3 separate regions of the Sus scrofa genome follow, and all the other regions are linked to region 3. Evidence: chromatin contacts called from public Hi-C data. All regions are on one chromosome and are shown on one strand. The core of a region is the stretch at or near the end of the contact, and the rest is flanking DNA. Distances in the headings are between cores, read along the strand shown. Region 1 overlaps OTUD7B (OTU domain-containing protein 7B). Region 2 holds the start of MTMR11 (myotubularin related protein 11). Region 3 holds the start of VPS45 (vacuolar protein sorting 45 homolog).

What was found. Hi-C and Micro-C count contacts between places; a contact is called where the count stands out from the background.
Region 1: a contact with region 3 is called in a Hi-C map of omental adipose tissue, with 4 times the contacts expected there. The contact joins the enhancer-like site here to the promoter of VPS45 in region 3. A contact is called at or near these places in 5 of 5 promoter capture datasets (fetal liver, fetal skeletal muscle, liver and 1 more), 32 of 47 Hi-C or Micro-C datasets (adipocytes, adipose tissue, alveolar macrophages and 18 more) and 2 of 2 datasets of contacts at active chromatin or transcription factors (alveolar macrophages and skeletal muscle).
Region 2: a Hi-C map of embryonic fibroblasts shows a contact between it and region 3, with 2.2 times the contacts expected there. The contact joins the promoter of MTMR11 here to the promoter of VPS45 in region 3. A contact is called at or near these places in 2 of 5 promoter capture datasets (fetal skeletal muscle and liver), 12 of 47 Hi-C or Micro-C datasets (adipocytes, blood, embryonic fibroblasts and 6 more) and 2 of 2 datasets of contacts at active chromatin or transcription factors (alveolar macrophages and skeletal muscle).

Annotation. Positions count from the first base shown.
Region 1 is chr4:99,097,400-99,102,226 of Sscrofa11.1, forward strand. It overlaps OTUD7B (OTU domain-containing protein 7B), which reads left to right. Exons shown (of 12, transcript XM_001925669.7): 7 at 4,310-4,422. Among named protein-coding and RNA genes, the nearest start is that of MTMR11, 15 kb to the right of the region's middle. Within about 2 kb of position 1,417, at least 11 of the 83 cell types and tissues checked have an H3K27ac peak or open chromatin away from gene starts, as enhancers often do. A contact at or near this core is called in omental adipose tissue, where this site is marked.
Region 2 is chr4:99,113,894-99,118,145 of Sscrofa11.1, forward strand. It overlaps MTMR11 (myotubularin related protein 11), which reads left to right and starts at 1,281. Exons shown (of 17, transcript NM_001243446.1): 1 at 1,281-1,502; 2 at 1,831-1,921; 3 at 2,367-2,488; 4 at 2,719-2,779; 5 at 2,947-3,089; 6 at 3,682-3,760; 7 at 3,890-4,025. The coding sequence starts at 1,437.
Region 3 is chr4:99,008,527-99,013,100 of Sscrofa11.1, forward strand. It overlaps VPS45 (vacuolar protein sorting 45 homolog), which reads right to left and starts at 2,028. Exons shown (of 15, transcript NM_001244994.1): 1 at 1,841-2,028; 2 at 1,070-1,204. The coding sequence starts at 1,933.

The DNA.
Region 1 (4,827 bases), core at 167-2,666, 88 kb after region 3:
TTAATGGCTGCACCCAAGGCAAATGGAAGTTCCCGGGCCAAGGATTAAATCCCAGCCACAGCTGCGAACTGAGCTGCAGCTGTGACAACGCCAGATCTTTAACTCACTGTGCCGGCCTGGGGATCAAACACACACCTCTGCGGCAACCCAAGCTGCAGCAGTCAGATTCTTAACCCACTGCACCACAGTGGGAACTTTGCAACCAAATATTTTTTGTAAAAAAAAAAAAAATGTATTGGAATAGCCTCTCCTTCCCCCATTCATTTATTTGTGTATATTTATGTAAGTGCTTTCCTTCTACTGCTACAGCAGCAGAATAGAGAAGTTGTATGTGGCCTGCAAAGCCTAAAAGAGTTACTGTCTGGCCTTTTATAGAATAAAGTTTGCCGATTCCTTTCCCTTTAGTAATGACATTATACAGTTACATAAAGATAATGAGTCTCCCTATTTCCTTTTGCCCTGGTTCTCTGTCTTTTGTGTTTGTTGCCTGCTCTTTGTGTATATCTTTTTTTGTTTGTTTGTTTGTTTGTTTGCCATGTATATAGCTGGGTGTTTCTGGCATTAGTATGGGAATATCTCTTAAGAAACTTTCCCTTTTATCCCCCCCATCATAACAGGCCATAATATAGAAGTAAGAGTTTTTTGTTTGTTTTAGTTATTAGAATTTTATGTTCTGAAGATTTAAAATATGGAAATAGAATGTGTTGTTTCTTTCTCAGAAACAAAGAGCTCAGTTGTTAAAATAGGATGATATTAAATCAGAATCCTGTCTTTGATCAGCCAGTCTGCCCCAGAAGATTCCTGAGGGAAATAAATGCACAGCAGCAAGGCCAAGTAAATAGCATTCTTTATTGACACCAACCCCCTGGCTTCTTGGTGAGCTGAGCTGGACTGTGTAGAGAGCTTTTTTTGACTGAGCTTGAGCCAGTCTAGAGCTTTCCCTCTTCAACTGCTGAATTCACACTATAGCTGATCCTTAGATTTGACCACTTCAGACACAGGAAAAGGCCAAACCAGATCATGCCAGCTATTAAGTAAATGTGACAGCAATAGTCAGAGAATAGGTGGGCCCAACTCCAGCGATTAAGCTATTATAGTTATTATTTTAAAGGTTGGGTTAGATTATGATGATATTTAGCCAGGAGACCCAGAACTCTCAAAGTTCCCAAATGGAAATACATGCATAAAGAATAGTAGCTAATGGAGGAGCAATCTTTTTACTTCTTTTGCTCAGCACAATGAAAGTTATGTATGGAAACTAGATAATTGTTTTAGCTCAGAACATGCATAGCATATATCCCTGTGGGGGTGGTGGGCTGGGGAGCTACTTTTTTAGCCAGTATAGAACACCAAACAACCTCTGCCTCCTTGTTTTGTTGTTGGAAATGGTGGTAAAACGCAGTAAGAACATTTTCAGCCTAGAACAGTGCACCACCTAGTGGCCGTGTGTATAAAAACAGGAAGAAAAATCAGGAGAGTGAAAGAGTGAGACAGATCCTCACAAATGTATCAGTGACCATTTATCTGAGTGACCAGAGCACCTAATATATAACCTGTGTGTTCTTTTTATATTTAGTTGAAAACTTTGTGGGAGCATTTTACAATCTGAAACTATCTTCATCAGAGTTCCTGTTGTGGTGCAGTGGAAATGAATCCAATTAGGAACTATGAGGTTGTGGGTTTGATCCCCAGCCTTGCTCAGTGGGTTAAGGATCTGGCGTTGCCATGAGCTGTGGTGTAGGTTGCAGAGGTGGCTCAGATCCTGTGTTGCTATGGCTGTGGTGTAGGCCAGCAGCTGTAGCTGAGATTGGACCCTGAGCCTGGGAACCTCCATGTACTGTGGGTGCGGCCTTAAAAAGCAAAAAAAAAAAAAAAAGAAAGAAAATAACTTTGTCATTGTTTAAATTTTTAAAGTAAAATGTGCTCACAATAGCCTAGTTCCTGTTAAATTTGTTCCTAATACCTCTCATGTTTCCAGTGTGATTCTTTCTACTCTGTCCATTTGTGTTTAAACTATAATTACATAGTAGGCACTAGGCATATTGTATAAAACATGGTCCTGGCTCTTTTAAGAATAGTAGCAGGAGATGGACATGTAAATACATAAATGCAACAAAGTCACAGGTTATGACTCCTATGATAGGAGTCTGTATAGCTGGTTGAGGAGGGAGGGCACAAAGCAAGGACAGTGTGGTTGATATACTGCAGAGACTGAGGAAAGGCTTCATAGAGGAGTGACGCTTTAGTTTTTTTCCTGACAGTTGAGAAATTATTCACCAGGTGAATATGTAGTTTGCTGGTCCAGGCAGGAGGAAAAACCTAGACAAAAGCTCAGAAATATAAAATAACATGCATTCAAGGAGCTGCAGCTAATTAAATGATAAATATTAGAGAGGTGGGTTTGGGGAGCCAGGAAGTGGACAATGTAGGCTATGCTTAAGGAGTCTGAACTGTATCTAATAGGTAATGCCAATTCTTAAAAGGATTTGTTACAGGAAGAAAACAGTATCAAATTTTAATTTTAGAAAAATCTTTCTTTTATTTATTTGATTTATTTCCCCAATACAATTTTTTTTTCTAATGTACAGCATGGTGACCCAGTTACACATACATGTATACATTCTTTTTTCTCACATTATCATGCTCCATCATAAGTGCTAGACATAGTTCCCAGTGCTACACAGCAGGATCTCATTGCTAATCCATTCCAAAGGCAATAGTTGGGAGTTCCCGTCGTGGCGCAGTGGTTAACGAACCCGACTAGGAACCATGAGGTCGCGGGTTCGGTCCCTGCCCTTGCTCAGTGGGTTACCGATCCGGCGTTGCCGTGAGCTGTGGTGTAGGTCGCAGACGCGGCTCGGATCCTGCGTTGCTGTGGCTCTGGCGTAGGCCGGTGGCTACAGCTCCGATTCAACCCCTAGCCTGGGAACCTCCATATGCCGCGGAAGCGGCCCAAGAGATAGCAACAACAACAACAACAACAACAAAAAAAAAAAAAAAAAAAAAAAACAAAGGCAATAGTTTGCATCTATTAACCCCAAGTTCCCAATCCATCCCACTCCTTGCCCCCTCCCCCTTGGCTTAGAACAAGTCTGTTCTCTAAGTCCATGATATTCTTTTCTGTGGAAAGGTTCATTTGTGCCGTATATTAGATTCAAGATATAAGTGATACCATGTGGTATTTGTCTCTCTCTTTCTGACTTACTTCACTTAGTTCCATCCATGTTGCTGCAAATGGCATTATTTCATTCTTTTTTATGGCTGAGTAGTATTCCATTGTGTATATATACCACACCTTCTTAATTCAATCATCTGTCAATGGACATTTGGGTTGTTTCCTAGAAAAATATTTCTGGTAGCATTGTAGAAAATGGATCTTAAGAATGTATGACTGGAAGGAGTAAAACCAGTAAAGGATTCATTGCAGTAGTTCATGCTTAATAATTGTTGACTAAGTGATCCAAGTGAAGGGTGGGTGAAAGGAGAGGAGTCTTAAATAACTCCTTGGCTTCTAGTTGGGTATTTGAGTGATAGTGTTGTTCACAAAGGTAGGTATATAGGAAAAGTGGGTTTTAGAAAATGTAGAAGTTCAGTTTTAACTGAATAGAGTTTGAGGGGGTCATGGCAGGTCTGGGCTAGAGGGGAAGATTTTTAGAGTCCCGAGCATATAGATAGCAGTAGATGAGATTATAGTAGTAGAAGAGACAACCCAGAAGGACTCAATCATTGAGACAACATCAGTATTTCTGAGGTAGATAGTTCAGAGAGGTGGGAGAAAGTAGTGTCGTGCGAGCTAAAGGAAAAGGAAGTTTAAGGAGGTGATCAGATGGTACACAAAGGCTAAGAAAGATGAGAAGTGAAGAGTCCACTGAATTTGGCAATTAGGTGGTCATTGTCAGAGTTCCCTGGTGGCTCAGTGTGTTAAGGAACCTTAATCTGGCATTGTCACTGCTGTGGCATAGGTTCATTCCCTGGCCTGGGAACTTCCACATGCCATGGGCGTGGCCAAAAAAATAGAAGGCTACAGTCTTTTGCTAGAGTCACGTAAAGTAGGGGGTAAAGGGCATAGGCTAGAGGGCAGAAGCAGAAGCTAGACTGTAATGGGTCAGAAAAGAATGGAAGAAGTCTGAGAGTAGCACACACTATTCCTTCATGAATCTTGAGTATTTGTAGTACAAATTATTGTACTATTGTTGTACAAGCCAAGTGCTAATAGAATAGGGAGTAGAATAACACAAGTGAGTTGGAATGGCTGCTGCCTCTTGAACCTGACCTCTCATTGCTTGATATCCCTGCCTGTCTTTCATAGTCAGGACTGGTGTACACAGAGGATGAATGGCAAAAGGAATGGAATGAGCTGATCAAGCTTGCCTCAAGTGAACCCCGCATGCATCTAGGTACCAATGGAGCCAACTGTGGTGGGTAAGTATGTCTAAGTAGGGGAGCAGGAAGTAATCTCTGCTGAGTCCTCAGTGTCCAAAGAGCTCTGTGCTAAGAGGATGTTAGAAAGAAAGAGAGGGGAGAAGCCATGGCAAGGGCACAGAGGGTGTAACGGCATGGTACATTCTAGGTCCTATGGGTGGTTCACTGTTACCAGCATATAGAGTACATAGTGCGGAATGATAGATGAAGCTAGGCAGTCTAGATTTTTTTTTTTTTTTTTTTTTTTGTCTTTTTGCTATTTATTGGATATGGAGGTTCCCAGGCTAGGGGTCGAATCGGAGCTGTAGCCACCGGCCTATGCCAGAGCCACAGCAACGCGGGATCCGAGCCGCGTCTGCAACCTACACCACAGCTCACGGCAATGCCGGATCATTAACCCACTGA
Region 2 (4,252 bases), core at 31-2,530, 100 kb after region 3:
GGTGCTTGGTAGCATTTAGGACTTCTAGAATCAGGCTTCTGGGTCACCTTTCTAGCAGGTGTAGGCCTCTCTGTTTCAGATCAACTCCTTTTCACACAGTAGATTCACTATTTCCACAGCTCCAGCCAAGACAGGGAACTTTTAAAGCCGGAAGGGTGTGTGTGCTGGGAGGAGGAGAGAGTTCAGAAACTTCGGAAATCTTGGGCCCCCACCTAAGAATTGCTGCCTCTGTATGGTCTCTAAATCAATAAAACAGCAGCTCATTAACTCTTACTTTGTATTTTATTTCCTTTTTCAAATCTAGATGTAGATTTTTGCAGTCCTACTCCCAGTCACTGTCAGCTACGGTTCCTTTACTTTCCTTCCAGTGCCCTCCCCACCCATCTTTGCTTCTTGAGTTGCAGGGATGGGATTGTTGCACTGAACAGTTTCCAGCCCTCAGCTTTCAAAGTCCTTACATGAATCTTTAATTTGGAGATCTGGTGTCTGGGCTGAAGGGAGGGCTCTTGTACCTGAAGCGGCTCTAGTTTCCAATAGGGTGTGTGTGTGTGTGTGTGTGTGTGTGTTTGTGTGTGTGTGTGTTTGATGGGTTAAGTGGTAAGATCTTTTCCTTGGGCCGCCCATCCCCACCCCCAAAACTTGCAAGTAAACATACCTGTACTTATGTCTGCATCCTGCAGATATTTCAATTTCTCTCCCTACTTTTCCATTGTACCCTTATGAAGTATGCTTCATGCTCTCTGGAGGATATACAAAAACACTTTAACTCACTTTCCTCCCCAATTCTTGGGCCTCCCTAGGCAACAATCTCCTGAAGGCCAATTTCCATTTATTTCTTCTCAACAGCTTTTGTTAGGTCTGTCAGGGGAGGCAGTAAGGAGAACTTAACTACTTTTATTTCCCTCCCACCCCTCCCCCTCCCCCCTTTTAAGAAAGCATAAGAAAACCAGTTTCCCAGGGAAGCCATCACTGTGAGTCCCAGGAAGTGGCCCACATGATTTCAGTTTAATACTGGAATTACTGCTCCCCTCAGTCTCCAAGCTCATTAACAGGAAGCTAATAGGATCTGGGATTAGGGTAAAGAAGGGAATCTGGGTATTTTCTCAGTTCCTCATTTTTTCCGCACCTTTCTTAGGCTCCTCCACTTCCTCTCCACCCTTCCAAAATTGTGTGTATTCCCCTTTAAGGGGCTGGGCATCTCTCCCGCCCTCTTTAGAGTCGACACCGAAGTTTCCGAGGAGCCTTCTCTGGCTGCACTGGACACACCTTTCAAAGACCCCAAATCGTGCTCCGTGCACCACAGATGCTCCTTTCCCTTGAATCCTCCCCCTGCCCCTCTCAGCTTCCCTTCTCTCAACTATCAGATTCAGCCTCTCCCCAAAGGGCTTGAGCATCCTCGCCCCTCGAGTGCTCCATCCCCGGATGGAGCCAGAGAAATGTGGTGGGGGGGCCGGGGCCAGAGTTTCAACATCGCCCCCCAGAAGGAGGAGCCAGAGATGGGGGTAAGGAGTGGAAACTTGGACTTGGGGAAGGGGGGCATTGGCAAGAGGGTGTAAATAGGGGTGATGTGGAGAAAGAGGGAGGAAAAGGATCTTGAGGAGGAGGAGGGTGTGTCTCATATCAACCTCGGTTGATGGAGCTTGGTATTTTTCAGTCTCAAGTTCATTGTCTCATTATCCATTAACCAGCCCCTCCCTTTACTATCTACCAACCCCAGTCCTGAGCTCAGTTTCCCCTGAGACTGAGTGTAGGCCGCCAAAGGTGGCTGCTGAAGTAACCCTAGACCCCAGGATTGGAGAGGCCTGGGGATTAACCCTACACTCTTCCCAGCTCTCGGGACCAAAGTCTGTCCAGGGGCGTGCAATGCCAGAGCCCAGAAGTCGTCAGCTTGGCAGTTGCCTGGCCTCTGGATGTCTCCCAGGTAATAATGCCCTTCCAATACTTCTGATCTCCAAAGACTCCTCCATATTTCGTCCTCCTCAAACCTTGTTTCAAATCTCACCACCAAGATACCTCTGCATTCCTCTCCTGGCTCAAAGTGCTTCTGCCTGAGGCTTGCTCTCCTCTCTGTCCAGGGCCGGCTACAAGCTTGAACCTTGATGGCTCGTCTTGTTTTCTTGACCCTGTTAGTCCTTTTCTCATTTACTTATTCCGTAAATATTGGAGTGACTACTATGTGTGAGGCACTATCTAGACTCTAGAGTAAATGAATGTAAATTCTCTCCTCCTAAGCTTTCATTCTCATGGGGTGAGGGGAGGATCTTAATCTTCCCTCTTTAGATTCTCCAGTCTGAGAGGAGTGGGTGTATGCAAGTGTGGACAACGCAGGGAACAGTCATAACCTCGCTTCCATTCTTGCCCTGCAGGGGAGCAGATCCTAGCATGGGCCCCAGGGGTGAGGAAGGGGCTGGAACCTGAATTGCCAGGAACCCTGATTTGCAGCAACTTGAGGGTCACCTTCCAGCCCTGTGGATGGCAGCGGAGTCAGGTGAGATGGTTAGGGCAGTAGAAAGGACAACTTGCAGGAAGTGGGTAAGGAAGTCTAGAAGATTTCGACAAACATTACAGGAAGTGTGATAATAAGTTATGCTTAAGGGCTGTCTTCTGAGAGTATCAGGGATAGTCCATGGGGACGCTCTCCAGGGAGGCTAGAGCTGCCAAGGTAGGATATGAACGAGACTCCAGACCACTTCAGCATCAGTCATGTGCTTCCTCTAGGAGACTCCCCTGAGCAGTGAGTATGATTTTTCCCTGGCCAACATTGGACGATTAGAGGCTGGTAAGTGTGGGGGTTTGGTGAAGGGGCTCACTGGGGTATTGGGACCCCTCCTCATCCTTCCTCTGTTCTCAGAGGACAGCCTGAGTGGATGGAGTGGGATGCACTGGAAGTTCCTCCTAGAGGGACTCTGATCCAGGGCTACTCCACTCTCTAACTCTTGACTTCAGTGAATGGCCTGTCCCGAGTCCAGCTCCTCCGTCCAGGGTCCCTGCTTAAATTTGTCCCTGAGGAGATTCTGATTCATGGCCGAGACTTCCGGCTCCTCAGAATTGGTTTTGAGGCTGGAGGACTAGAGCCTCAGGCCTTTCAGGTAAGAGGCCTACAACCCAAGGACCCCACTTCCCCTTAGAGCCTTGAGATCCTTCCTTGGCAATTCCCAATAGCCCCTCTCACCATTCTCTCTGCTTCTCTCCTCAAGGAGAGGCTAAAATGTTAGTATAATGACAAGTTCCCTGGCAGCCTAGTGGATTAAGGATCTGGCATTGTCACTTCTATGGCTCTGGTTACAGCTGAGGCATGGGTTTGATCCCTGCCCAGGGAACTTCTGCATGCTGAGGGCATGGCCAGAGAGAGTATTAATGAGAGTAAGGGCCTGAACTCTAGCCCAGCTCTGCCAACCAATTATCAGCAGCTTAAATGCGGGCAAGTGTTTTCCTTTGAAAAACGGTATTTTGGATAAGATTATTCCTAGGATTCCCAGAATTATCATTTTGCGATTCTGTGGTTCGAGATGTGTCCTCCTGACCCTAGTCCCCACGACCTTTGGAAACTTCCCTCATTAGGGACTGTCTTCGGTGTTCTTCTCTATTGTGGCAGAGACAGTGGAGCAACACATGGGCCCTATTTCCTTCCTTTCACTTCTTCAGTCTGAGCCAAAGGATGGGATGTCCTTTCTTCTGCAGGTGACCATGGCCATTGTCCAAGCCAGAGCTCAGAGCAGTCAAGGCCAAAAGTATGCAGGGCTAACCCTGAGCAAGGCTGGTGAGTGAGGGTGTTTTAGGGTAGGGAAAGGGTAGGGTCTGACAACGCAGAAGGTGACTAAAGACAAAAGAGCTAAGAAGCTGTCTCTGGTTCCTCTTCTTCCGCCTCTGTGCTTCCCTCCTGCCCTAGGCCAGAGTGCTGGCTCTAGAAAACCACCTATTCCCCTCTTGGAGATATCAGAAGACTGGGAGACTGAGAGGAGAAAGCAGAGGGCCAGAGGCTGGAGGGTCAGCACTGTCAATGAGAGGTTCGACATAGCCACCAGGTGATTCCCACTCCCCCCAACCCCTGCTGCCCTCCCCATTTTCCCACAGTTCTCTGATCCTCGAAAGCTAGGACTTACCTTTATTATTGGAGTTTACACAAACCCCAGCCTTCTAGCACATCTGCAAAGCCATCTCTCCCTTACCTCCTAGATCTCAAAGGTTGAGATCCCTTGGAATGATCCCCTCCTAAGCAGCTTCCTTGTAATAGCTTTGCATTATAATTGCT
Region 3 (4,574 bases), core at 778-3,277:
GAGACTTCAATCATAACAAGTGACAGGGAGGGGAAGATGGAGCTGTAAGTGCTTATAAGAGGAGGGTTTGACCTGGTCAGCAACACCAGGAAAGATTGCTTGAGGAAGTGAAGAAGTTCCAGGCAAAGAGAAAAGCAAGTGCAGAGACGCTGTGGCATGATGGAATATAGTACACTGAAGGATTAGTGTGTGGCTAAGAGCAAAAGGGGGAATGATTTGAAATGACGCTGTAGAAATGGTAGGAACTATACCACACTAGGCCTTGCAGGCCACACTTAAGGAGTTTTGTCTTTATCATAAAAGCAATGAGAAATCATTTGAGGATTTCAAGTGTGGTGACATTGTTAGATTTGTATTTTGGAAAGTGCATAATGTACAAGCATGGTAAAAGAATACACTGGAGTTGAAGAAAATGAATATAAAGCAAGAGAATATACAAAATAAGACTGAAACAGTAAAACATTTTAAAAGGAGGACTCAAGTGAGATTTAGAAGATGATGGACGAAAACTGACTGATGGCTAAAGAACTTTTAATTAGGGGATGAAAATAAATAGAGGACAGGAATGAACATGTAGAAGGATGATAAAAGGCCTACCTGGCTGCAGTGGAGGAGAGCAGAGGTAAGATACAGGAAGTTGGATACATAAGGGCAGAACAGACCAGCTAAAGGAAGATACTAAATATAGATTTAATCATGGAAGTAAAATTGAGCCATTAGAGCTTCCTGAGTATAGATGTGAATAAAATGATAAAGACTGCAGCCACTAAGTATGTAAGATTCAACAGCATTTTTGTTTAGTGGCATATGTATGGTGGTTAATCCAGAAATAAAGTGATCTGGGTCTCTGTTAAGGTAGTTAGTGACTTTGGAAGTAGCTGAGAACCTAAAAGACATCTGGCTGTAAGGAATGTGGAAAGGAGAGAGTCATGGTTATAATTCTGATAAACCAGGATAATTATGATGCCACAAATGATGATAATACAAATTTATTTTGCCTTCATAATACTTTCAGATGATAGTGTGCTGGTATTTGCCTAGCCAGATGGCAGCTCAGTTTATGTAGTACCTTCGTAGGTCGAAGAAAACAAATTGCCTTGAGGTGTTTCATGATCTCTCGATTTTGAGAATCAATGCGTTCAAAAAGGTACACTTCCTTCTGGAGAATTTCCGATTGTGTGTATACCATACTCACGATGCCAGTCTGTAAAGAAAAAGAATTAACTAATATTTTGCTAGTCCAGGATAATAAAAACAAGCAGCAATACCTAAGACTTAAATTTTTTTTTCATTTAATACTTACTTGGATAACTTAAATACTAACATATGTAATAACATTTACAGAGCATCTAAAATCATAAGTAATGTACCAAAATGAAGTGCTCTCTCTGAACACGGACGACCCATAAATTTCCAAATAAAAAATTTCCCATCACCCTAAAGAGTTTAAAAAAATCTGTGACCAACAAATAATAACCTGTCATCTAAGTTTGAGTACTAACAGCTTTCCTCTAAAAACACAACAGTGAGTGGAAATAACAGGATCATTCCAAAGTCTTCCAAGTGCTCTCTCTCATATATTATTTCTTGGCAGAGGCATTTAGGAAAGGATTTCTGATTCCAATAAATTGTTCTGAGTATAAGAAGAATCTCTGGCAGTGGTTAGAGCCATTCAGACCGAAAACCTTCTAAGCAAGGTTTATGCAACCTTTCAGTTCCACACTGAACTGACCCTGACTTACAAATCTTTAATTAAATACTAAATCCTACAGTGGAATGGGACCAGCTATTAAAAAGGAGGGAGGCTTCTTTCACAAATACTGAGCAAAAGCAAACTCACCGTCTCCTTATCCATGAGAAGTACTTTCATACCCGGTCCGCTGTCCTCTATCATTTTGGAAATGTACTGCTTCACAGCAAAAACTACGTTCATGGTGGCGAATTGACAGGTTAGCCCTATAGCCCTTCCCGCCCCCCTTTTTTCTTGCTAGATTAACCCCCCGCCTCTTGGCCGGGTCTCTGCGGCTTCCTCCCAGTCCGGCTTTGGCTTCCGGAAGTCCGGGCAGCAGAGGTCCTGGGAGTTGTAGTTCCGCTACGCGGTCCCAAGGACCCAGCCTCCTCGCTGGATGGAAGAATTTGCCTGAGACACCCTGAGCCGCCCGGCCCGGACGTGATTCTCGACACACCTCCCGCCCGGAGGTGTTTAAAGCCCGGGCTCTCAGGCCTCTCCCGGCCCTGGGCCCGGGGTGCCCCGGCGGTGGCCTGACGCCCCTCCTGCCTGCTTGGGGAGAGGGTGGCGCCTCGCGGTGTAGAGGAACTTGGCATAGGGCTGGCTCGGAGGCAAGAATAGCAGAACGTGGCCGAGGTCGCTATTTGCCATTAACGCTTTCTTGGGTGGCAGTGAAGGATGGAAAGAAGGGAGGTGGCCTTAGGCTCCAGGCGGATGCTCGGGACTCGGAGGGAAGGCATTTGGTAAATCGCACGCCGCGTTTGCCAAATAGTGGCCGAGGTTAACATTTCCCGACTTCTTTGGGTCCTTAACAAGGTGAGGACACAGCCCTGATAAGTGAGACCTGAACCGGTTTTCCAAAGGCTGAGGGGCATCGGAAATTGAGTTGATGTTGTTGAGGAAATGAACAAAGGGAACGCCCTTTAGGGATGTTCTGGGAGCCGCCTCGGTTCGCCCAGAAGGGCCCGGAGCTGAGGTCTGTGGCCGGAATTCGCAGGCCGTGGATCCCCCGGAGCCCAAAGCCACCCAGTTTTCGGCCCCTTGGACGATTGGACTCCGGGGTTTTCAGCTCGCGCGGGGTGCTGTGGACCTGCGACGCTGAAACTGCGGGCAGGAGCGGAGTTAACAGGGTCAAAAATGGGTAGGGGGCATGTATTTGGTGTGGCTAAAGTAAACTAGCGTGGGGATTTTAAGAAAAAACTCAAGATTTTGATTTAAGAAACGACAAAAACGTAGCAACAAGATGAATCTTAAAGCCATCAACTTCCGAATGTTTGCATTTGTGTTTATACCCCTCAGGTTTTCTCATCATACTATTTCTCGAAAAGGAGGGTAAAAGTTAATGTTCCTCACCATTTCCTTGGGGAATTATAAAATCAGGAACAAGAAACAATTGCAAGGAATCAGACTATAGTTGCCAGTAAATATAAGGAGTTTTGTCTTTATCATAAAAGCACACGCACACACACAAAGTGACCAGTATTTGTTGGGGGGTCATAGTTTTAATTAATAGGTTCAACATTAACAAATCAATATTCTTTAAAAAAAATCATTGGTGAATAAATTTATTTACTGACTTTTATTTATTTTTGGCTGTGCCCCGGGCATATTAAAGTTTCTGGGCCAGGTATACAACCGGGCCACAGCTAGATCCTTAACCTGCTGCACCACAAAAGAACTCCACCAAATCAATATTCTTTCATTATAGCATATGAAGTATATACAATTAAAACTAGGCACAGAACACAGTAACATGAATCTGGCTGTTAAAAAAAGCAAATGTGAGTACTTTATAAAACTTTGTATACAATTTTCAAATACTTTAAGAGTGATGGAAAATCATTTGAAATACCATAGATTTTTGTCACCTCTGAAATTGTGAAAATGTGCTTATTTTCTTTCCTTTTCAATTTTTCTAACACCTAAATAAGACTTCCCTTTGGGCTTTTTTTTTTCCTTCTATTTTTGAGATACATTTTTGGAAGGAAAATTATATTAAAATGCAAATGTGTGGAGTTCCCATCGTGGCTCAGTGGTTAACGAATCCGACTAGGAACCATGAGGTTGTGGGTTCAATCCCTGGCCTTGCTCATCGGGTTAAGGATCTGGTGTTGCCGTGAGCTGTGGTGTACGTCGCAGACACCACTCGGATCTGGCGTTGCTGTGGCTCTGGTGTAGGCCAGTGACTAGAGCTCCGATTAGACCCCTAGCCTGGGAACCTCCATGTGCCACAGGAGCAGCCCAAGAAATGACAAAAAGACAAAAAAAAAAAAAGCAAATGTGAATCTTTAAATGTAAACAATTGAGAAAAATCTAATGTCATCTGAAAACTCTATTATTAATTTAAAATGTTATTTGAAAATTTAAATATATGAAATATTTTATTTTAAATATATTAATTTACACTATAGAATACAGCAAACCAATGCTAATGAAAAACGAAGTAACTGCAAGTCCTGTAAGTTACCAAAGTTTGAAAATTCATTTTTATCCTTATATGTTACTTGGTTTTTATTTTTTCTTACATATAATTTGGACTTCAGATTGTTTTCCATTTTAAGCATTTTTTTAGAAAGAACAAGGTGAGAAAGTCTTGTCCATGGACTTTGTGATTTTTTAAGACATTAGTCAGTCTGTTAGTAATTCATGGAAACTGCAGCCTTTATTTATATTTGGACAATTATAACATTTTAGAGGAGGAGGAAAATACCTATTTTGAAAAGACTTACTAACTCATTCCATTGCCCATGAAATTCCACTGATGTCAGTGGCAGTGTTATTTTATATGTGGATAAGATACAATGTTTAATGGAATGTAAGCATTTTGTACCAAATATTTGGTATA